Regions from separate parts of the Oryctolagus cuniculus genome. Here all the other regions are linked to region 1. A link is a contact called in public Hi-C and Micro-C data. All regions are on one chromosome and are shown on one strand. Each heading gives the region's core, a stretch centred on a gene start, on an enhancer-like site or on the middle of the called end of the contact. The rest is flanking DNA. Distances are from core to core; before and after follow the strand shown. Region 1 overlaps ZNF704 (zinc finger protein 704). Region 2 holds the start of ZBTB10 (zinc finger and BTB domain containing 10). Region 3 holds the start of ZNF704 (zinc finger protein 704).

What was found. A called contact is a pair of places that touch in the nucleus more often than the background predicts.
Region 2: a Micro-C map of ear pinna shows a contact between it and region 1, with 10 times the contacts expected there. The contact joins the promoter of ZBTB10 here to the enhancer-like site in region 1. A contact is called at or near these places in 6 of 6 Hi-C or Micro-C datasets (ear pinna, embryonic fibroblasts, liver and 3 more).
Region 3: a contact with region 1 is called in a Hi-C map of an unstated tissue, with 4 times the contacts expected there. The contact joins the promoter of ZNF704 here to the enhancer-like site in region 1. A contact is called at or near these places in 3 of 6 Hi-C or Micro-C datasets (ear pinna, psoas muscle and an unstated tissue).

The regions. Positions count from the first base shown.
Region 1 is chr6:106,194,733-106,199,515 of mOryCun1.1, forward strand. It overlaps ZNF704 (zinc finger protein 704), which reads right to left. Exons shown (of 9, transcript XM_002710562.5): 4 at 2,665-2,900. Among named protein-coding and RNA genes, the nearest start is that of ZNF704, 190 kb to the right of the region's middle. Within about 2 kb of position 2,764, at least 5 of the 8 cell types and tissues checked have an H3K27ac peak or open chromatin away from gene starts, as enhancers often do.
Region 2 is chr6:105,999,267-106,004,049 of mOryCun1.1, forward strand. It overlaps ZBTB10 (zinc finger and BTB domain containing 10), which reads left to right and starts at 2,096. Exons shown (of 6, transcript XM_017341413.3): 1 at 2,096-3,199. The coding sequence starts at 2,210. LOC127490727 (a long non-coding RNA gene) reads right to left here and starts at 1,543. Exons shown (of 7, transcript XR_011389489.1): 1 at 800-1,543.
Region 3 is chr6:106,381,762-106,386,544 of mOryCun1.1, forward strand. It overlaps ZNF704 (zinc finger protein 704), which reads right to left and starts at 2,132. Exons shown (of 9, transcript XM_002710562.5): 1 at 1,156-2,132. The coding sequence starts at 1,674.

The DNA.
Region 1 (4,783 bases), core at 1,514-4,013:
TACAAGTTCCACTCACAAAACTGACTCTCAGTCCACAGGCAGACGGAGGCTTGTGGTTTGGAAAACCTGATCCATAAGGTTCACAAACAGTCCCCATAGGATGTGTGACCTCTGCAACTGCCCACAGTTTCAAATGGACGTCATGGCAAAGCGAACCAACAGGGACACCAGGTAGACCCAGGAAAGCCCACCAGCTGGAACCTACCTAGCTCTTGACACAAGACTTTAAAATGACTGTGTTACAGCTGCTACGTCCTACCACATCTTGAACACAGGCAATGGTGCTTACCTCTTCACACATCAAACTCCGCCCACCCCACAATTCCACATCCTAAAGGTAGCAGAGGCATCACGCTCCCCGCATTAAGCATTTTGCCCAAAGGCTACTCAGTAAATACTGGCTCACTTAACACACGAAAAAATGCATAGCAACAGTGCCACTTTATTTTCATAACTCAAAGGCACTCGAAGTTCCAAAGGCCAAGGCAGCAACTTGGTCTATGTAAGATCTGAGTGTTAAAAATTAGTGGTCACAAGTTTCTTTCTTTTTTTTTTCTTTCTTTTTTGACAGGCAGAGTGGACAGTGAGAGAGAGACAAAGAGAGAAAGGTCTTCGTTTTGCCGTTGGTTCACCTTCCAATGGCCGCCGCCAGTGCGCTGCGGCAGGCGCACCGCGCTGATCTGAAGGCAGGAGCCAGGTGCTTCTCCTGGTCTCCCATGGAGTGCAGGGCCCAAGAACTTGGGCCATCCTTCACTGTACTCTCTGGCCACAGCAGAGAGCTGGCCTGGAAGAGGGGCAACCAGGACAGAATCCGGCGCCCGACCAGGACTAGAACCCGGTGTGTTGGCGCCGCAAGGCGGAGGATTAGCCTATTGAACCACGGCTCCGGCCACAAGTTTCATCCTACTGCGATCACCCAGGGGAAACTCGGAGTTCCAGTGGAGGGAGAAATCAGGAAGAGAAGGATGGGCATCGTTCTCATTCCTGCACTCGCTCCTAGTACGCAGGCAGCATGCTGTGAAGCAGGCCCGTGCCTTCAGACAGATGCCACTTTGCAATGAAGCTTTTCGGTCCTTTTCCTTGGTGACCTAACTGTCCCTTAGGCCTGTTGACCTTCAGTAAGAGTCTGACCAATGCAACTTAATTGTAATGCACGACGCACAGTTGGCTCAGCATTGCAGGTTAGACATATACATTTGGAATGGAAGGCTGTGACAGGTTTCAGGAATGTCCCTTCAAAGCACTAGGGACTCTCTCTGCTGTGAGTCCTGGCCCTAACATTATCAGCCTTTGCTTTATGAGAGTCAGGTGACCCAAGAGGAAAAGGCTGCGCAGCCTGAAGCACCAGGTCCACACTGGTGTCTTGCCTGCAGCTACCCACTGATGTGAGTGGCAGCTTCTGTCCCTGACTGGCCAAGTGAAAATCTAGTATCCCTGGGGACACACAGGGTGCCAGGACAACTCCGGTCCCCTGCAGGAGGGACTGGAGTGAAACAGCAACTCCTCAAGGCCACTGCCAGTGGGAAGGAGAGGGGGCTACATCCGTGTCCTCTTCTTTGGGCAAAAAAGTCAGCCCTTCCTTACGTGGACCCACTCGGGGAACACCTGTACCCCTGCAACCCAGGCGGTGCGGCACTGAGAGACGCAGGGAGGGAAGGTGTTGGATCGAAACCCTCGCTTTGTTCTCTTTGAACAAATTGGGGGAAGAAAAAAAGATTGCGTTGTGGTCCTCAGGGCTCTGCCTTGGAATTCTGCTTGTGAATTAGTCATTCATAACGAAGCTTTCGATACAACACCCAAAAACCATCCCAATAACAGCCTCATATTTACATGGTGCTGTTAAAAATAATGTCAAAATGTTTCCGAGATGCAGGGAAATCAGAAATGCTTTTGAAAACTGCAGTGACCACAATAATTGCAAAGCAGCGGGAGAGAAGATAGGGAATAGGAGCCTTAGGTCCAGGAGGCTCTGGGTTGGAAGGCGGCTCAGGTCCTGCCTCCTTCCATGGTAGGCACGAGGTAAGTGCCCGCTCAGCTTCCTCCTGACAAGATGGGAACAGAACACTTCCCCTACAAGACAGCAGCGAGAATTAAACAAAGGCACAACCTGTTACTTTATTAAGTCAGTTAATCAGATCTCCCTTCCCACTTGTATTTAGTAAGTATGTGCTCTGCGCTGTGTATGCACTTCTGTTTACATGTCAGTTTCACGTATGTTTCACATTCCCTTCCATTAACTTAACTGAAGCCTATGTTTCCTCCCCAGCCTCCAGGGCTGGTTGAAACAGGAAAAGAGAAAAGACATTAACTACATTTCGCATATGAAAAAAAAATAAGTCCCACAGAGAGAGTGAGTTAATTACCCAGCCAAGCCGGAAGTGCTATTTTTTTTTACCTTTCACATTCTGCTAAGTCCTAGATTAGCCGCGTGTAGCCAGAGGATGGGGCATGTCAACTTTGAGGGAACCTGTTCATGTTTTAGTCACTTGTATTTGTCCTCATTCACGACCCTGCGTTCCCAAACTGGGGCAGCACTCAGCGCTCGCGTCCATCACAAGGGGGCGTGGGTGGGCAGTCGCCCCCCAGGAGGAGCCCGGGGTCCGGGGCTCGGCCATGCGAGCGCGGGCGCGGCTGAAACAGAAGACGCGGCGCCCCGACACCAACCTTTCTCTTCCTGGGGATGGGCTCGTCGAAGAGCAGGTTGCCGGCCTCCGCCTCGTCGATGCCGTCGTCCGGAGGCGGCGCGGGGCTGCGGAAGGGCTTGAAGCTGTCAGCCGAGAGCGGCGGCGATGGCGTGGACGGGTTGGACTGGTCGCTGGGGGCGCTCCAGCTCCAGTAGCCGCTGCTGCTGCTGCTGGAGGGCACGCCGCCGCCCTCTTTCCAGGATCCGCTCAGGCCCTCTGCGCGGGACACAGACACAGCGTCAGCGGGCGGGGGGCAGGGGCACCTGCAGCCTCCGCATCCCACTCAGCCTCTGGGAATGCAAGTGGTATTCTAGTTCTACATGGCCTCCCAAGGCACCCTGCAGCGGATGAACGTTTAGATATCCTAGCCAGAGGGTACATCTTCTGATGGGGGCTGCACTGAGATCACTTGTTCCTTGGCATGATAATGAAAAACAAAAAACCAAAAATCAAAACACATAGACGGTCTCGCTCACTCAGTTTGAGGAGCTCTGAATTTATGGACTGCAGCTTTTCTAAGTCAGGGGTATTATTTGCAGTGTTGTTCCAAATTGTTCATATAGTCACTCTCATGCCAATTTCAACTTTTTTTTTTTTTTAAGGGTTTCACATAGGACTGTGAGTGATTCTTGGGATACATTTATAGGAAGTTCCCTTAAGATTTAAAAATGTAAGAGAAATAATTTCCAGATGGCTATCAGAGGCCATTGGCCATGCTGCTGATCAGAACAAATACCCACAACAATACTGTACCTTTAATGAGGGTTTTACACCTTACAAAGCTCATTCGTACACTCTCTAGCATTTTGACAGGCTCTGCCTCTCAGAGTAAAGGTGAGTATTCCCATTTTACAGATGTGGACACTGAGGCAGCGCCTAGTAATTAACCCAGGTCTGTTACAGGTCCTTTTCCCGTAGTGCCCCTGGGCCCTTGGAGGTGAGCATCCTATATCCTCATGGCCACAGGGGATGGGGTATGCATTTCCCACATTAAGTACTGACTGGGGTTGCATTTCACCTTTCCTGTTGGGGTGGAAAACACTGTGCATTGTTTGCTAATGGGGGAGGGACTTCTGCCCAGTTAGAATGTCTTTGGGGGACTTTAGGAATCACTGGAAATTTGCTTTACCTTTCAAGATGCAGAATCTTAATTAGCATTTGCATAAATTCTACTTTCTCATTGGATAATTTTTCCTCCATAATCGTGTACATTTTTATTGTATTAAATGTATTGAATGCATTAAATGAATGTATAAAAACTACAAGGAAGAAAAAAAGCCCCCAAATGCCCTATTAAAAAAATACTGTACTCAGTAATGAAGTAAAGACAAATGGTAGGCTAGAATTCATGGAGAAATGTCTTTTCTATTTTTTAAAAAATGGTTATTTATTTATTTGAAAGGCAGAGCGAGAGAGCGAGAGAAATCTCATAGCAACTGGGAAGAACCAGGCAGATAACACAGTCTGGGTTTCCTAAGTGGGTAGCAGGGACCCACGTACTCCCACCATCACTTGCGGTCTCATAGGGTGTCCATTAGCACCTGGAATTGGAAGTGGAGCCGGGATTTGAACCTAAGCACACTGGTGTGGGATCTGGCCATCACAAGCGGCATCTTGATTGCTATGCCAGTGCCAGGTCTCGTGAAGAAAGTTCTTTCCTCCTCTTTTTTTTTTTTTCCAGGTTTATTTATTTATTTGAAAGTTAGAGTTATATAGAAAGAGAGACAGAGAGAGATCTTCCATGTGCTGGTTCACCCGCCATATGGCTGCAGTAGCCTGGGTTGGGTCAGGCTAAAGCCAGGAGCCAGGAAATTCATCCAAGTCTCCCATGTGCAGGGGCCAAACACTTAGGCCATCTGCTGCTTTTCCCAGGTCATTAGCAGTGAGCTGGATCAGAAGTGGAGCAGCCAGGGCTCGAATCAGTGCACTTATGGGTGGGATGCCGGCGACACAGAGGCAGCTTTATCCACTATGCTATGCCAGCCCCAAGACATTTCTTAACTTCCTTCATCTGTTTAGGGATTTCCAGCATATTTCTCAACAATGTTAAGCAAAAAGTTCAGTTAGATGAATGAAGACTGAAGTTGAAATAGGAGAAT
Region 2 (4,783 bases), core at 846-3,345, 200 kb before region 1:
TGTCCCACAATATATATTCAAAGCATTAAATACTGTTCTTATTTTGGAAACAAACATCTCTGAAGAATTATAAAGTTAGAGGGTATGAAAATTGTTAATTAGTGCTCTCTATAATTTTACATTAATATATAAGGTGGGTTAAAGCCTCCACTCCAGTCCCTCTCACTGGCAATCGACCGCCTAAAGACTGCAGGCATATTTTTCGTTCTTCCTATGCATATTCTAAAGGAATTATTTATGTAAAAAGCCGGTTCTTATCAGCAGTTATCTCCGACTTGTTTTATATGCATTTGCGATTCAGCTTCTAGTTGATGCATTATTTAGAGTAAATAAAACACCCCTCCATGGCCTGAAGGTATCTTTTTGGGGGGGGGGCGGTGAAACTTGTTTGAACGACAATAACAAAAAAAAAAACTTGACTTATCTAATACTGTAAACTAGCATATGAGCCTAAACACTGCAGAATTTGCTACATGTAGCATCTTTTTAAAAGACTTTTTTTAAAAAGGGATCAATGTTAAGGGCTCCAAACCGGAGAACCTTTCAGTGAAAAAGTCCACTAGGATGGTCGCCTTGGGCGCTTCACTCCCAGCTCAATCAGTTCTAATCACTCTAAATTCTATATGCAATGTAAACAGTTGGCGTTGCTTTTTTTTTTTTTCTTTTCAAATGAGCCCTTGCTGCGCTGGGGCTGGCAATCTCGGGAGCCGCGCGCCGGGTCCGTGCGAGCAGCCTCCTGCCGCGGCTGGGGAAAACCCTGCCTAATATTTATAACGTTATGACATACTGTAATACTCACAAGGTGGTTGTAGAAGTATAAACACGAGCCGAGCCCTCTGATTGGTTGCCGGTGATGTAACACCCATGTCAATACTTCCCAGTGAACGCACGTGTTCGACCTTTTATTTAAATTTCCATTTCATCACGGCCGTCAAGACACTCGGGGCGGTGCGTTTTCGGCGAGAGGATGGTTGCCCCCGGGGCCCGAGGCGCTGCCCTGGCATCCAGGGCAGGCGGTGGTCCGCGGCTCGCCACCTCCTCGCCCGAGAGGCGCTCGCCCGCTCCAGTCTTTGTGAGGGGACAAAATAAGTTCACTTCCTCGGGCACCGCCATCCACACACACCCACACCCCCACCCACCGCACCCCACCCCACCCCACCCACCCCCAGCAAATGACAAGGCTGGAGCGCAGCTTCCCACCGCGCACTTATTTCCCAAAGTCCCAGGTGAACTCGTGGCGAGAGGAGGAAAACGCGCGTCCCGGGCGCGGGTAGGTGCCTGTGGGCAGCGGGGAGGCGGCCAGACCCTGACACTCGCCAGCTGTTTGTCCTCCGCGCAGCCCTGGCCCCGGCCGCACACGCCCGCCCCTCCCCGAGACCCCCAGCCGGCCGCCCGGCCTTTTGTCCCCCCGCCCCTCGGCCGACTTCCTTCCCTGCGGCCGCACCCCCGCCCCCAGGCCGGAGGCGCGGCCCGGCCCCTTTCCCGGTCCCCTGGCGCCCCCACCCCACCCCAGCCCAGCCCCAAGCCCAGCCCCCCTCCCCCAGCCCGGCCCCCACCCTTTCCCCCTCCAGCGGTTACTGCTACCCCGGTGCATTGTGGGCGCACGGTCCGTTGTTCATTTGCCATTCGACCTCCGCCAGGGCCTGGTCGGACGGAAGCGCTCCGCCGGCTTTATTGTCGGCTCGTTATGTGGCGGAGCCGGGCAGTTTAACGTGCCTCTCGTCCTCAGCGCGTCGGCAGCCGGCGGCGGCGGCGGCGGCGGGACTCCTCGGCGCGCCGGAGGAAGGATATCTGTTTGGAGGGTCGGTGTGTGCGCGCGGCGTAGAAGAGGGGGCAGCGGAGGGTCTCCCCGCACTCCGCCTCTCAACTTCGAAGGCCCCACGCGCCCCGGCTCGCTCCTCGCCTCTCCGCCGCCCGCCCCCTTCTCCGCGCGGGACGCTGCCCGGAGCGCAGCGGGGCGGGGGTGGAGGACGCGGAGAGCGGCCGGAGGCGGCGGCGGCGGCGGCGGCAGCGGACGCGGACGCGTGCGGCAGCCCCGGGCGCGAGCCGGGCGGGAGGGCGAGGCCGAGCCCCGCGAGACCGGAACGCCGGGGGCGGGGGCGAAGCGGAGGGGGAGCCGCGGGGAGCGCGCGGGACGCGGCCCGAGGCCGGGCGCGAGCCGGGGCACCGGGCGGCGGCGGCGGCGGCGGCGGCGGCGGCTGCGCGCGCCATGTCGTTCAGTGAGATGAACCGCAGGACGCTGGCGTTCCGAGGAGGCGGGTTGGTCACCGCCAGCGGCGGCTCCACGAACAATAACGCTGGCGGGGAGGCCTCGGCTTGGCCTCAGCAGCCGCAGCCAAGACAGCCCCCGCCGCCGGCGCCGCCCGCGCTTCAGCAGCCCAATGGGCGGGGGGCCGACGAGGAAACGGAATTGGAGGGCCTGGAGCCCCAAGACTTGGAGGCCTCCGCTGGGGCGGCCGCTGCTGCGGCTGCCGCGGCCGCCGCCGAGGAAGCTAAGGAGTTGCTGCTCCCCCAAGACGCGGGCGGCCCCACCTCGCTGGGCGGCGGTGGCGCGGGGGGCCCCTTGCTAGCGGAAAGGAACCGTCGGACTCTGGCCTTCCGAGGAGGCGGCGGCGGCGGGGGTCTCGGCAACAATGGCAGTAGCCGCGGCCGGCCCGAGACCTCGGCGTGGCCCCTGAGGCATTTCAATGGACGAGGGCCGGCGGCTGTGGAGCTGGAGCTGGACGCGCTGGAGGGGAAGGAGTTGATGCAGGACGGCGCGTCCCTGAGCGACAGCACCGAGGACGAGGAGGAGGGGGCGAGCCTGGGCGACGGCAGTGGGGCGGAAGGCGGCAGCTGCGGCAGCAGCAGGCGGTCGGGCGGCGATGGCGGGGACGAAGTGGAGGGCAGCGGTGTGGGAGCTGGCGAAGGAGAGACTGTCCAGCACTTGCCGCTCGCGCGGTCCAAGTCCCTAATGCAGAAGCTCCAGTGCTCCTTCCAGACCTCCTGGCTAAAGGATTTTCCCTGGCTGCGGTATTCCAAGGATACTGGCCTTATGTTTTGCGGCTGGTGCCAAAAGACCTCCGAGGATGGGGGCAGCGTGGACCTGCCCCAGGTGGGGCACGATGAGCTTTCTCGAGGGACCCGCAACTACAAGAAAACCCTTCTCCTGAGGCACCACGTCTCTACCGAGCACAAACTCCACGAAGCCAACGCCCAGGTAGGCTAGAGCTCGCGCCTGCCTCTTTTAGGGGGAAGATTCCTTGGCTAAACCACCCATTCCCCTGAGCGAGGGCATCGCTCCCGTTGAGAGGGGTGCGGGGAGCCTTCCGCGTGGGGGTTTGGAAAGCCTGGGAACAAGTTTGCAAAAGTTGTGTATGTGGTGTGGGGGGAGGGGAACGGAATGACAATTTTCTAATCGTACCGCTGACTGTGTTTTTATGTCTTTATGACTGAGATTTCTTTGCTCTTGGGATTGAATCCAGTAGAAGGTTTTGAAAAAGTAGGTTGAAGGTTTTAGTCTAAAAGGATGACTTCGGGTCATGTATTTTATTAGCTGTGATTTTAGCGAAGCCGCCTTATGTTCGTAGAGGTTTAGTGTACTGCTGGAAGTCAGATCTGGCAACTGAAGAGTGGATTAGGCAGAGTTCCCTAAACCTGGCAATACCTCTCCCAAGAAACCGTCTAGCCGAAAGAGTTCTTCCATTAGAGCACGATAATGTGAAGTGTCAGAACTGTATGTAAATGTTGGGGAAGCTATTTGAATAACTCCTTTCTCATGTGAGTAATTTTACTAAACTCGTCTCGGCTGAACTTGTTGAACTTTCTTACCAAGACTTGCTTGTGGTAAACTGTCGTAGCTTTGACCTGTGTACTTCTATCCAGATTTCTGTGCTGAGAGTCTTCTATAGCCTTCTTTTTCAGAAACGTTCTTGTAAATCAGTTTACATTGAGTACTTTAAACTTAGCGTGGGAGATATTTAGTATGCAGTTTTTTTGGATCAAGTAGTTGATTTGAACTGGTAGGGAATTTTTTTTTTTGACCAAATTCTTGAAAACCCCAGTCTTTAGCTACAAATCAAGTAAGCTGTACTTTAGTTCTTAGTCCTCGTTTTAACATTTCTAGTCTAAAGATAGTAGCCTAACCATCAAGCCAAAGATGTTGATCAGCCCGTTTTTTTTTTCTTCTGACTTTTACAAAAAGATCCATGAATGTGGATGGAAATCATTCTTTTGTAGCCAAGTCATTGATTTTAGAAAGTCAATTCTCATATTTGTCCCTTGGTGTGTTGTTTATTGGCGTGATCTTGCGTTCAGCACCCTTGTAAGGGAGTTAGTTAGGCACACCAATAACCACACAGACCCAGTACAGAAGATTCTCAGAAGTTGGGGCTTTCACTGAAAAAGCATAGGGTTATTATTCCTATATACTTCAGATACAGTTTTGGGGTTTTTTTCTTTCCTTGCAGATATTTAGTTGCTTAAACCCTAGGAGGAAGATCATTTAAAGATACAAGCCCCAGAAAGGTTAAGTAAATTGTCCTAAGTCTTAAGAGTTCTGGGTGGCAACTGAGACTAAAGCCTATAAGGAGTGTCGTAATGGAAAAAGAATGGGTTTGGAGTAAATCTGGGTTCAGATCTCAGCTTTCTGCAGTTGCTAGCTTTGTGAGCTTGGGCAATGAAGTGAGATAGAGCTAACATTTTTCTTGTTTTTCTGTGTGCCAGACACATTTACTGTGCAAAGTGTCTTTGTTTCCATTTTATAGAAGAGGAGTCTAAGGCCTTAAAGGGTTAATTAACATGC
Region 3 (4,783 bases), core at 882-3,381, 190 kb after region 1:
AATTTCAAGCTTGGAGCAGCTGACTCCCTTCCACTCTCCCCTCCCCCACTTTGGGAGCCCCCAAAGACTCTTAAAAATGTCTAATCTCTACGAAACTGGCTTGTTTATGCATCTTTTCCTGCTGAAATACCAATACCTTCTCAAAAACCCAGCAGTTATTCGGTTGATTTTAAGAACCACTCTTGAGAAAAATCACTCTCTCCCTCGCTTCCCACTTGCTGCCCTCAAAACTTCTTAGCAACATAGACCGTGCAGAGCCTCAACGTGGTGTGCATTGTCCAATCGCATGCCAGAAAACCCAGCCAGTCAGTTGTGTAATAATAAACCCCTTATCTCCTAAAGATACACAAACAGAAAGATCTCTCCGAGCCCCAGTGCGCAGGGGACTTCGCAAGCATTCTCTGCGAAACTCACGTCCCTTTTCAACGCCAACCCCCACCCCATTTTCCGATTTCCTCTTTTTTTTTTTTTTTTCTCATTTGCAATTTTGACTTGGGTAAAAAAAAAATAAATAAAAAAAACCAAAAAGGTAAACAACGTCGAGTTTAAGCACGGGAGGGCGAGGGGCAATGCCAAAAGCTGCTAGCAGAATGAATGCACGAGGAAACCAAGGGCTTGGCTTTTGCCTTACTGGGCTTACCGGTTTCCCTCACCAGCCCCGGGAATGGAAACTCATCCACACTACTTCCTGGGTGGAAAAAGAGGCTGGGAGACTGAGAAGTGAAGCGGCTTGTTGTTTCAATTAAAAAAAAAAAAAAAAAAAAAGCCCTTAGAATAATCAGGGCACACTCCCGCTTCCGTGGGGAGAAGATTCACAGCCCACTCTGCTCAGCCTTACCCGTCCCCACCAGACGCAAACCCGCATCAACCTCGTCCCATCTCCAAGTTCCTCACCCGGGGAGAAGGGAGAAGCGTTCTGTTCCCGCACCGCTGCGGCCCTTGGAGGAACCCCGGAGCGGCCGCCTCGGGGAGGTGCAGGCGGCCCGAGGCGCAGGCAAATCAACAGTTCCTTCGCCCGGCCCCGCGCGGCTGCCGGCGGCGCCGGACACACCCCTCCCGGCCCCGGCCTCCGCCTGGCGCTCGCCCGGGAACCCCGGCCCGTCCCACTCCCGGGGCCAAGCGGGTCCCACGCGCGCTACCGCAGCCCGCACGCACCTTGAGCGCGCCCCGGGCCGGGCCCTTGGGGACCGCGCGGCAGGGTCCGAGGGGCACGAAACGCTCCTCGCCGTCCTCGTCTTCGTCGTCCACCACCTCGACGACCACCTCCTCGTCCTCGTCTTCCTCGTCGTCATCCTCCTCCTCCGCGCCCCCTCGGGGCTTCTCCTCCACCGGCCCGAGCCCTCGCCGCCGCCGGCTTGCGCCCTCCTCGTCCTCGTCTTCCTCCCCGAGAAGCAGCAGCACCGGCGAAGAGGCAGCAGCGGCGGCGGCCCCGGTGGCCCGAGAGGGGCCGGTCCCGGCGCTGCGCGGCGGCGGCAGCGGCGGCCTCCAGCTCTCCGCGGCCAGGGCCGGGGCCGGGGCCGGGGCCGGGGCCAGAGCCGGGCCCGGGGCAGGGGGCGGGAGCCCCGGCAGCGCAGCTTCCTTGGCGGGCGCGAGCGCGGGCCCGGCCGGCTGCAGCGCGGCGCCCCCGCGGCGGCTGCCCAGGCTGGAGCGCTTGGCCAGACGCCGCGCCTGCATGCCTGAGCGCGGGGCTGCGGGCCGCGGGGCCGCGCTGGAGAGTTTGTCACCTCCGCTTCCTTCCCTGCCGGCCGCTGTGGCCGCAGGCGCCCAGGACTAGGGGCTGCAGGAGCCGCCTCCCTGGGCTTGCAGCTGCCACTGGCTGCAGAGGCGCGGGCGCCGCCTTCGCTGGACCGGCCCGCGGGGACGCCGGCGGCCGGCGGCTACGGCGGGGCGGCGCGGCGGCCGCGGGCGGGGGTGGGTGTGAGCGAGCGGCGCGTTGCCGCCTCCGCCTCCGCCACCGCCGCCCGAGAGCCGCGGGCCGAGCTGCGCTCCATGCGGCCGGCGGCCGGCCCGGCGCGCGCCTCTTCCCGGCCGCTGCGCCCGCGCGCTCCGGGCCTACCGCGGGCGTCCCTGGGCGCGAGCTGTTTGTGCGGTGTGTTTTCCTCCACCGCCCCCCTCTCCGCGAGCCATTCCTCGCAGCCCTCTGGTCCCCCCCTCCCTCCCCGTGCAGACAAAACCCGGACTGGATTGACTTCCCCTACCCGCAGTCTCCGAAAACCTGGCGCTTGCATGCGGTTGGCCGGGACGCGGGAGCCCACGCGTCACCCTGAACCGGTTCTTTTCCCTGGACGGAGGAGGGCAGGCGTGGCTGGAACCAGGGTCGGACACTTGGGACGGAGGGCTTTGCTGCTCGTCGTTTGAATTGGTCTCCGATGTGTTTGGCGACTACTTTGCGCGCCCCTGTGAAATCAGGGGGACGTGTGTTGGACGTGTTGGGGTCGGTCTCTAACGCGAGCCATCGGATCATTCTGAGACACCCCCATTCCAAGACCCTGCCTCTGGCGTGGTCCTGGCCTGAAGTCTTTCTGCTGCTACTGCTTTCTGCATTCTGCCTCCAGGGCCTGAGCCTGGTGGCCAAAAGATATCAGCTGTCTCCATGCAATTTGTAGGCTCTCTGCTGGCTTCCTCCAGGCCTTTGAAAGACACATTAGGAGTGGGGGCTCAAGATTGTTAGGTTTCAAAAAATTAATACCCGCAAATCAAGCACATAGCCACTTTCCTATCCAGTTCACGACTTTGCCACTGCCTGAGGACTTTCAGCTGTGACTGAAGAAACTTGTTTGCTATTCTTTAGGGACTAGGCTAGGTAACCATCCCCTTTGCCTCCAGATTAGACCCCAAGTGGCAGCCCGGAGAGGCAGGGCTGGGAGAATCAGGTTCGTCACACGCCCTAGCGGGCCACCTCCAACAGGACACCGTGCATGGTGTCCTCGGCTCAGATAATTACTGTTGGAACCTTCCCATCACCTGCCCTGGTAGCCACTTGAAGAGGGCTCATTAAATGCTCACTTAGATGTCTTCCAACTGTTGAACAGGGAGGATGACAGAGATTCTGAAATGAAATTTTTGTTCTCCCTGAATCAGATTAACTTCCTGATGTACCTATTTCAGGTAATGACACTCTCATTAAAATCATTCAGGCCCAGAATAGCGGTATCGTTTTAACTCCCTTCTCGATCGGATCCCTAGAGGCAGGTGCCCGCAAGTCCAATCCATTGTTCTCTCTGAAATGCCTCTTCTGCTCCCCAAGCTCCCAGAGCATTTTGTGCCTTCAGCCGGAAAAGTTTTTAACAGTTACAGGCACCCAGTTTCTCACCCAGACCCCCTCCCTGCTGTGCCCCCTTCAGGCACCACCCATGGATTCTTACTCCCAAGACCCTATCCTGATCGTGGCATTTTGTGGTTGAACTTTTCCTTTGGAAACATTCCATGCAGGAATTCAGGAGATGGGTATGTCCGGTCATTAAAGTGGTTTTGTTTTCATTAGGAGAAACAATTTGGTTGATTTGGAAGGTGGGAGAAAAAGATTTAGGGAGAGAAAGCCTGGTCACTCTTTTGACCAGGAAGAGTCAAGCGCAGGGGCACAAATGGTGGGCAGACAGGTGTAGGAAAAGACGGTGGAAGAGAATGAAGGTGAAGCAAGTGAGCTAGTAATTAGGCTCAGGGCCTAGGGAGCCCGAGAGCCTGCACCTGCACCTGCACCCTGGCTCTGGAACTTGCTGGCTGCCTGCCCTCACAATGCCTCAGTTTTCTCATCTGTAAAACTGAGATAATGGAGATAATAGTAGTACCTGTCTTACGTGTGAAGTTGTTCTGTAGACTAACGAGTTAATGCATGTCATCAGCTTACAAGGGTGCCTGGGGCAAGGTAAGGTCTATATAAGGGCTTGTTATATGAATATATTTGTAGTGATTTATAGACATGGTGGCTAGGGATACTCTTGGTGAACAGCAAAGTTGTTCTCCTTTAAGCGAGCTCAGAAATGTCAATCACTAGCAACATATGCTTTTTTAAGATTTATTTTATTTATTTGAAAGGTAGAGTTACATGGTTGGGGGAAGCAGATGTTCGATCCACTGGTTCACTCCCCACATAGCTGCAACAACCTAGGCCGGAACAGGCCAAAGCCAGGAGCTTCATCCAGGTCTCCCACGTGGGTACAAAGGCCCCGGGCATGTGGGCCATCTTCTGCTGCTTTCCCAGGTGCATTAGCGGGGAGCTGGATCAGAAACAGAGCAGTTGAGAATCAAACCAGCTCCAATGTGGGATGCAGGCATTGCAGGCAGGAGGTTTAACCTGTTATGTCAAAATGCCAGCCCCAAAACATGCTTTTAAAATGCAGCTTTTAAAATGTTGTCAGGGGGCAGTAGTCTGGGGAGGAGGTGTTTAGCCCAGTGGTTAGGATGCCCACATCCCCAAGGATAAAGCTCTTTTGTGTCTGAAGTTGCTAGAGATGAAAGTAAATGTTTTCCTGGGAACTGAGAGGAAAGGCAAAAGTTACCGAATGAGTGATTGTGTTTGTGGTTCCGTGGAAGGTAGTGCACTGTTGTACTTTCAAAATTGCATCCATACTTTAAGATTGGCTGGTTTGGGGGGCCGGTGCCATGGCTCACTTGGTTAATCCTCCACCTGCGGCACCAGCATCCCAATATGGGCTCCGGGTTCTGGTCCCAGTTGCTCCTCATCCAGTCCAGCTCTCTGCTGTGGCCCGGGAGTGCAGTGGAGGATGGCCCAAGTGCTTGGGCCCTGCATCCGTGTGGGAGACCAGGAGGAAGCACCTGGCTC